Linked DNA regions of Zea mays: region 2 is linked to region 1. Evidence: chromatin contacts called from public Hi-C data. All regions are on one chromosome and are shown on one strand. Each heading gives the region's core, a stretch centred on a gene start, on an enhancer-like site or on the middle of the called end of the contact. The rest is flanking DNA. Distances are from core to core; before and after follow the strand shown.

Evidence for each region. A called contact is a pair of places that touch in the nucleus more often than the background predicts.
Region 2: a Hi-C map of leaf shows a contact between it and region 1, with 7 times the contacts expected there. The contact joins the promoter of LOC103656040 here to the promoter of LOC100384716 in region 1. A contact is called at or near these places in 7 of 25 Hi-C or Micro-C datasets (bundle sheath, ear, endosperm and 3 more) and 2 of 3 datasets of contacts at active chromatin or transcription factors (leaf and seedling).

The regions. Positions count from the first base shown.
Region 1 is chr4:247,906,425-247,910,028 of Zm-B73-REFERENCE-NAM-5.0, reverse strand. LOC100384716 reads left to right here and starts at 2,090. Exons shown (of 7, transcript NM_001322319.1): 1 at 2,090-2,307; 2 at 2,397-2,484; 3 at 2,962-3,604. The coding sequence starts at 2,242.
Region 2 is chr4:248,049,058-248,052,252 of Zm-B73-REFERENCE-NAM-5.0, reverse strand. LOC103656040 reads right to left here and starts at 1,551. Exons shown (of 16, transcript XM_020552958.2): 1 at 1,428-1,551; 2 at 477-973; 3 at 1-20.

The DNA.
Region 1 (3,604 bases), core at 841-3,340:
TCTCGCGCCGACCCATCTGGGCTGGGACACGCAGCGACAATTTTTACTCGTCGGTCCAGGGACCCCCCGGGGTCGAAACGCCGACAAATTTATATTCATTATTATAAACACTTGAGTATGATATTCTACTGGTTAGACAATTTCATTAACATAACCCACCTCTTGCATCACTTTTTAACATAACCCACATTCTGCTCCGCTTTTTAACATTTTATGATGAGTTGATTTAGAAAAATGTAGGGATCTTTTTTGTAAAAAGATGACCGTTGAAACTGGTGCTTTAAGTATAGTAGAGACATATAATACACAAAAAACTCTCCAATCACACTCAAACGTTTTTTACATGATGCAAGTGAGTAGAGTGTGTATTGTATAGCCTCAGGGGGTGTTCTCGAGTGTAAGAAGTGGATGGAAACCAACCAATGTTGAATAAGTGCTCTATTTACAATCCAGCATGAAATCCAACTATTATCTTTGAATGAACAAAAATTTAAGGCATCACACATATTCAATACACCGTAAGTTCCTACGTTAGATACGTGTGGTGCCTTACCCATAGCTATAGTCTCAATATTCATAATTGGATACACACCATTGGTGGAGTTGATCTTAGGCTAACTCCAACCATTCTCTCTCATTTTTCCTATTTGTACTTTCTATTCACATTTAAAAACACCCTCCTTCCCTCTATTTTTATCTCCTCTCCAACCATTCCATCTATTCAGCTTCCATACACTTCAATAGAGTTATTTGACTTTTATAAATCAGTTTTTGAAGTTCTAAAAATACTACAATATTTATAGTACTGTAATACATATTGTTATCAAATAATTAACTTTGAAAATAATTAATTTCATAATTAAAAACACTGATCAAGGAAAGGGGATTAGAGCTCCACATGTATGGTTGATTTGGTGATAAAGGGGTCACGGGAGGAAACCGTTGGAGTGTGCCCCCTCCGTGCGACACAGTGAGCGGGAAGGGGCTGCGTTGGCGCTAACCTTAGTGTAATGGGTAAGGTTATCTTTAGCAGATCTTTTATTTCATTCTCTATTGTAAATTTTATTTCAAACTCTACTATACAAATATTATTATCTATGGTGCAAAAGAGTGTGCTAAATCATATGGTCAACTAACATACTCACAATTCAAATTCACTCGAGCTGTGTTTGGTTCAGCTTTTTTCTGACCAGTTTTTCCGAAAATCTGGCTGTGTAGAGAATCTGGCTGTGTATAGAATCTGAGTATCATTAGGATTACGTGCGGAGGAAGATAAAGTTGTTCATAGGACTCAGGATCTATAAAGTGACGGATTACTACTATTGTGACGACTCAGCCGATTATATGTTTATGTTGATTTTGAATGATTTTTTATCCAAACGAATTTTATAGAAGTTGCTGAAAAGCTGAGTGTTTGGCAGTCCGCAGCAGCTTTTAGACTAACTCCAACGGAGCAGCCAAACGGCCAGCCAAAGCCAATATGGCTGCCGTGGTGCTACTGTAGCGCCTAGAAACAGGTTCCAACAACACAGCCAAAAGGAGCAGCTATTTTAGAGGGGATGAGAGAGAAAAGCTAGATTGGCTGGTTCAGAGCCGGCAGCCATTTTCTCCCCTTCGTCTCTGACAATCCGGACCCACTTCTGAGGCTTCTGGCCACTCGCCCTGGGAACCAGCTATTTTAGCTGCTCCGTTGGATACGACGGACGTATGGATGGCCAGCTAAATTACTGTGGCAAGCCAACGGCCTGAATGTCTGCCCGTTTTGGCTAGTGCCTGTTGGAGACAGCCTTAGTGGCTAGAAGCTGCAAAAAGCTGAAACAAACATGGGCAACACCCAGGCTACAGATCCCAGCATTCAAAATTTAAACCTAGACATTTCCCACCACCAAATTCAAATCTTCGCTTTGCCACGGAGACGCGAACAAATCGACCAGAGAGGAGGCCCCACATGGCCGCCGCAGCCGCGCGGCGCGTGCGCCATCCCAAACCAGCCGCGCCCACCTCCACTCGAATTCAAAATCAAAGAAAAAGAAAACGCAGGCGCAGCTATAAATCCCCCACGCGAATGTCGCAATCCCGTCCGATCCATCTCGATTTGAAAACCGCGCAGGAGCTTCGCGTCTCTTCCTCCCTCACTACCGCTCCGCTCCGCTCCAAAACCCTAGACGGCGCCCGCAGCCCGGAGCCCCGGATCCGCGTCCCGCTCCCCCGGCGTCTCTGCCCGCTGTCGCCGGCTCCCCGATGGACCTCGCGGGGCCGCGCGGGGCCACGGATCCCGCCGGATCGAGGGCCGCGCCGCCGCACGAGGTCGGTGGGCCCGCTCGCGCCCTGCTCGCTCAGTACTTGCTCTGGGAGCCTCGGATGCGCTGACGCGGTCTTGATCGCTGTTCGTGCAGGAATTGGACGGGAGAGGAGGAGGGGCGTGCAGCGGCGCGGCAGCAGTGGAGGGGAGCGCGTGGCGGCTGGCGGTCGCTGGACTGGGAGGTGAGGCCACCCCGCTTCGTGATGTTTCTCGCGCTGTCGTCCCGATCCATGCTTGCCCCCATGCACATGCCTTTACCTTAAATCGGAACGGGCTGGACTAGAAACTGGTGTCAGTTCGTTGGGGCTGTCGTTGTTGCTTGAATTCTAAGCAGCTCTGCGCTTGCTCGTCGCAGTGCTGCTTAGATCTCTAGGCCCCGATGCGTGTTCTTCAGCACCTCAGTAAGACGAAATTTGGTTGCATCACACTCTTTTTAGCAGTCCAACAGTAACTAAGAATTCACATCTACTACATCTTATTAAAGTTTCAACTAGTATCAACTCAGTCTACATACGCAGAATTGGAACACTGTTACACACTGCCCATGTCATAAACTCATAATATCTCTGTGAATCGAATTTGAAATGGAAAATGCCTGTTTCTTTTGTCTGATAAGTCATTTGTTTTTTACTCTGTGCTCAAATAACTTCGTCCTGTAGATCCAAGGGCCGGAGTTCTGGAATCTTTGGGTCAACCTGAAGCACATTTGCACACATGTACCATGGATGTTCCTCAGTTGACTGCTGAAGGTGCCACACAACTTGGAGATAGAGTGTCTTTATTACACCAGACAGGGACACTTCAGTCAGAAACTCCTTGTCTGACCTTAGGCCGTGATTCTAATGCAGTATCAATGGAGAAGCTGCATGCTAGCGATTGCTTGCCCTGTGGTAAAGAGAATGTCGGGACAGGACTACAACCTAAATCTGATCCAGAACGTGCTGATAATAGGATGAGTGTTGCACGTCTTGGGTTGGACCTTAACACAGTAGATAGTCCTGATGTAGCAGAGCCTAACCCTTTCTTCCCTTACAAGAAATTGGGGCAGTCAAAAGTCAGCGATCCATCGGAATGTGGCAGCACTACTGGTGCTATAGAAGAAAGCGAGTCACACAGAAAGTGGAGAGAAATGAAGCAGAATGGCTTTCTTTCTTCATTTCATGGGAATGCGGTGGTGCCTAGGCCACGTGGTCGACCCCCCAAAAGGAAAAGGGATGATGAATTCAAAAAGAGCAGTTCCACACAGCATGTACAGGCTAACAAGTCTGTGAAGGTTGCTGCTCCTAGTGGTCTATTATCTGG
Region 2 (3,195 bases), core at 302-2,801, 140 kb before region 1:
CTTTGGTGTGGCAAATGAGGCTACAAGCACAATCCAAAATCAGCAAGTATCCAGGAGCACGGAGGGCTGAAGAACATGATTGTGTCCAAGAATCAGATCAAACACCTAATAATTCCTTGTCACTCGATCTAATGTAATACCCATATGAACTGGACAGTATATTCTTGTTTCAGCTTGAGGATTTTTTGTGACATTATCTCTCCTATCTCGTGCTGGACAACATTCCTTATCAATATGAATTCACCCTTTTATCACATTTGCTTTCATTTGTGTACCGTTTTCTGACCCCAAAACCTACCTGACCCCCATAATGTACCCAAAAGGCCAAAATGACCAAGCATCATCCGAAGTTTGTAAAAGTTAAGTGCCAAAAGAACACTGCAGAAACAGTGAACAAATAGGGAGGAATTGTTTTTGCTACCTATGGAGAAGTAGTATCACATGAAGGAGGAGAAAGATGAGAAGCCGATCCTCACCCAGTACGCAACTCGCCGGCAAGCACGTCAGAGGGGGTGCTGGGGGTGGACGGGGACCGCGGAGGCGCGCTCACTTTCGTGTGCCTGTGCGGCTGTACTTGTGCCGCTGTGCGCCATGCAGCCGTATGCTGTTGCAGCAACGCAGAGATGTCAGGAGCGGCTACGGAGGCGGCTGGCCGCCTGGCCACGGGGAGCCGGCGAGCCGGCGCCGTCCAGCCGCCCTGGCGGCGACCCCTCCTCGATTTGGCGCCGCGCCTTCCCCACTGGCCCTCTCCTGGATGTGGCCGAGCCACTGCCTGAGCGCTGAAGTGGCCGCGCCGCTGCTTGGTTTGGTCGGAGAGCGTCGCTAGGGTCCGATTTTCGCTGGCGCTGCTGTTGATTCGGCGAGCGTCGGGTCGCTTGATGCTTAGCCCACGCCTAGAGCGACATGGATTGTGATGCCGCAGGGAGTTGACAGCGTCGGCGACTCGGCGACCTAGCGACGCCGTCGTTCATGGCTTCCTCCGACAAAAGGGAAATAAAAAGTAAAGAGCAGTTCATTGTTGGGCCATATCATCTCGATCGAACGAACGCTCGGCCCAGCCCGAAATTGAGGGCGTCATGGTCTTGTTGGTTGCCATGCCGATCTCACTTGTTAAGTATTGCTTGTTCCAACGAAGAAGGGGAAGGACGAAGAACACTGCCGGCCCTATTTCTAGCAACGGGCCAAATTGACCATCAGGAATGAAGGAGAAGCAGTGTTGGCGTGTTCGAGCTGGTGGTGCCAGGATAAATCGGGAGGAAGTGGTGGCATTCTTTGGTGTTAGGGATGGGGACCAGCAAGACCAGATTAGCTACAGTTGGCAGCAGCGCTACCCGGTGAGGCAGGCTGTGTGTCTGCGGCGTCCGGCCAAGGCGCGCCGACTACGACTACGGCGGCGCAGCCACCGCGCAAGAAGAAGAGGACTATACCTGGTACTGGTAATTCACGCAACGCAAGTATCGAGGAGGGGAGGCAGACGCGGCGCGGTCGCGGAGGAACTCATCAGGTTAGGTAGGTTCGGGGTGATTCTGATGCGGCTGTAGGAGTGGACACAGGAAAAGCATCAACAGAGGCAGCCTCGGCTGGCAGACTGATGGGCCGACGTGCCAGGAAGCCCAGTTCCTGGATTTCGGGTGCCGAATGGATCCGCTAAGGGCCCAACCGTGTAATTGATAAAAGCATTAGTCGTTGTAAAAGATGGATCAGTTTTGGGCAAGAATAACCAATACCCGAACTCCACTCTGTCTTCTTCTTCTTCGTCTCGCGTCCATTCAGCGTTCCTTCCCTGAAGGCGCTGACAGTAGGAGGAGGGTGGAGATTAGAACCAGAAGATCTTCTTTTCGTTTTTTCTCACTCTCTGGCTTAGATCCGTAGATATGAAGACTGGAATGGCTATCCGCTTGCACTGGAACACTCCAGAACCTCCCACACCTCCCACGCATCTTGTTGCCTCGTTCTGATCTGATCCGACGATGCAGATGTACCTATTTTGCTTGGAAACCGACACAGTTTAGAATAAAAAAATAAATTGGTTTGATTGGTTGTTGGTCCCGCCCTCGCCTGGTTATAGATGTACATTTGGGTTGTGTCTAACAGACCGGAAAAAAACACACAATTCTAGGCACGGCCTAGGCTCAACCCAACCTATTTGTGGGCCCGGGCCGGTTTAGACAATGTATGAGTCGTGTCTGGCCTCACACGACACAAGACACACTAAAGCCCACTAAACTTAAAAACCCTAAGACTCCTATTCGCCCGACCGTACGTCGGGCGCCACCATCCAACGGCCACCAGCCACCAGCGACCGACCGACCGTACACTCCTAATACGGTCTCCTAAAGCGGCTGCCGGTTGGCAGTGGCACCCACCCATTTGGTCATTTCCCCAAACGACCAAGTCACCAAACCCTAAACCTAACCACACGGCGGCCGACACCCGATCTCCTCTTGTTCTCGCGCCGCCGCGCCGCCTCCCCAGCCGGCCAGGTACCATCGTCCATCGGTCCTTCTACCTCCCAGGCGGCCAGTAATCTCCTCCCCTCCCCTCCCGTTCTCACATTCCAGTTCCCCGCGTCCAGTCCCCTCCCTAGTCGGCTTTCCTCTCCCGTTCCCGGTGCGGCGACGGCTCTTCCCGGTGCGGGCGGCCACGACGCATTTTCGGTTAGTCGGCCACGTTCCATTTCCTTCTCGGCTAGTCAGCCACGGCGCGGACGGACAGTCCACCTCCTGTTCGGTCGCGAGCCCGCGAGCTTCCTCGGTGTCAGCAATGGCGCAAGGAAATGGAGGTGGCGCCTGTGGCAGTTCTTCATTCACGCCAACGCCGAGTGCAAGCCCAACTGTTGTAGGCAGCAGCTCGGGCACAGGTAACAAGCGAGGTAGGAAAACCACCTCTGATGTGTGGAATGACTTCGAGCAACTCTACAAACAAGTTACTGGTAAGAAAGTCAGGAATGCAGCAAAATGTCACTACTGCAAATCACAGTTAACTGCTGAGGGTGGTACAGGTCATTTGCATCGACATTGTATTGCTTGTGCATCTAAAGCTGAGCGTGCAAGTAGGCCACAATCTTTACTTCAGTTTAATGGTGATGGGTTTTTGCGTTCATGGGATTACAATGTTGCCACTGCTCATACTGAACTATGTCGTTTGATTGCTACTTTAGATCTTCCTTTGGGTTTTCGTGGTCATCCTGCTTTT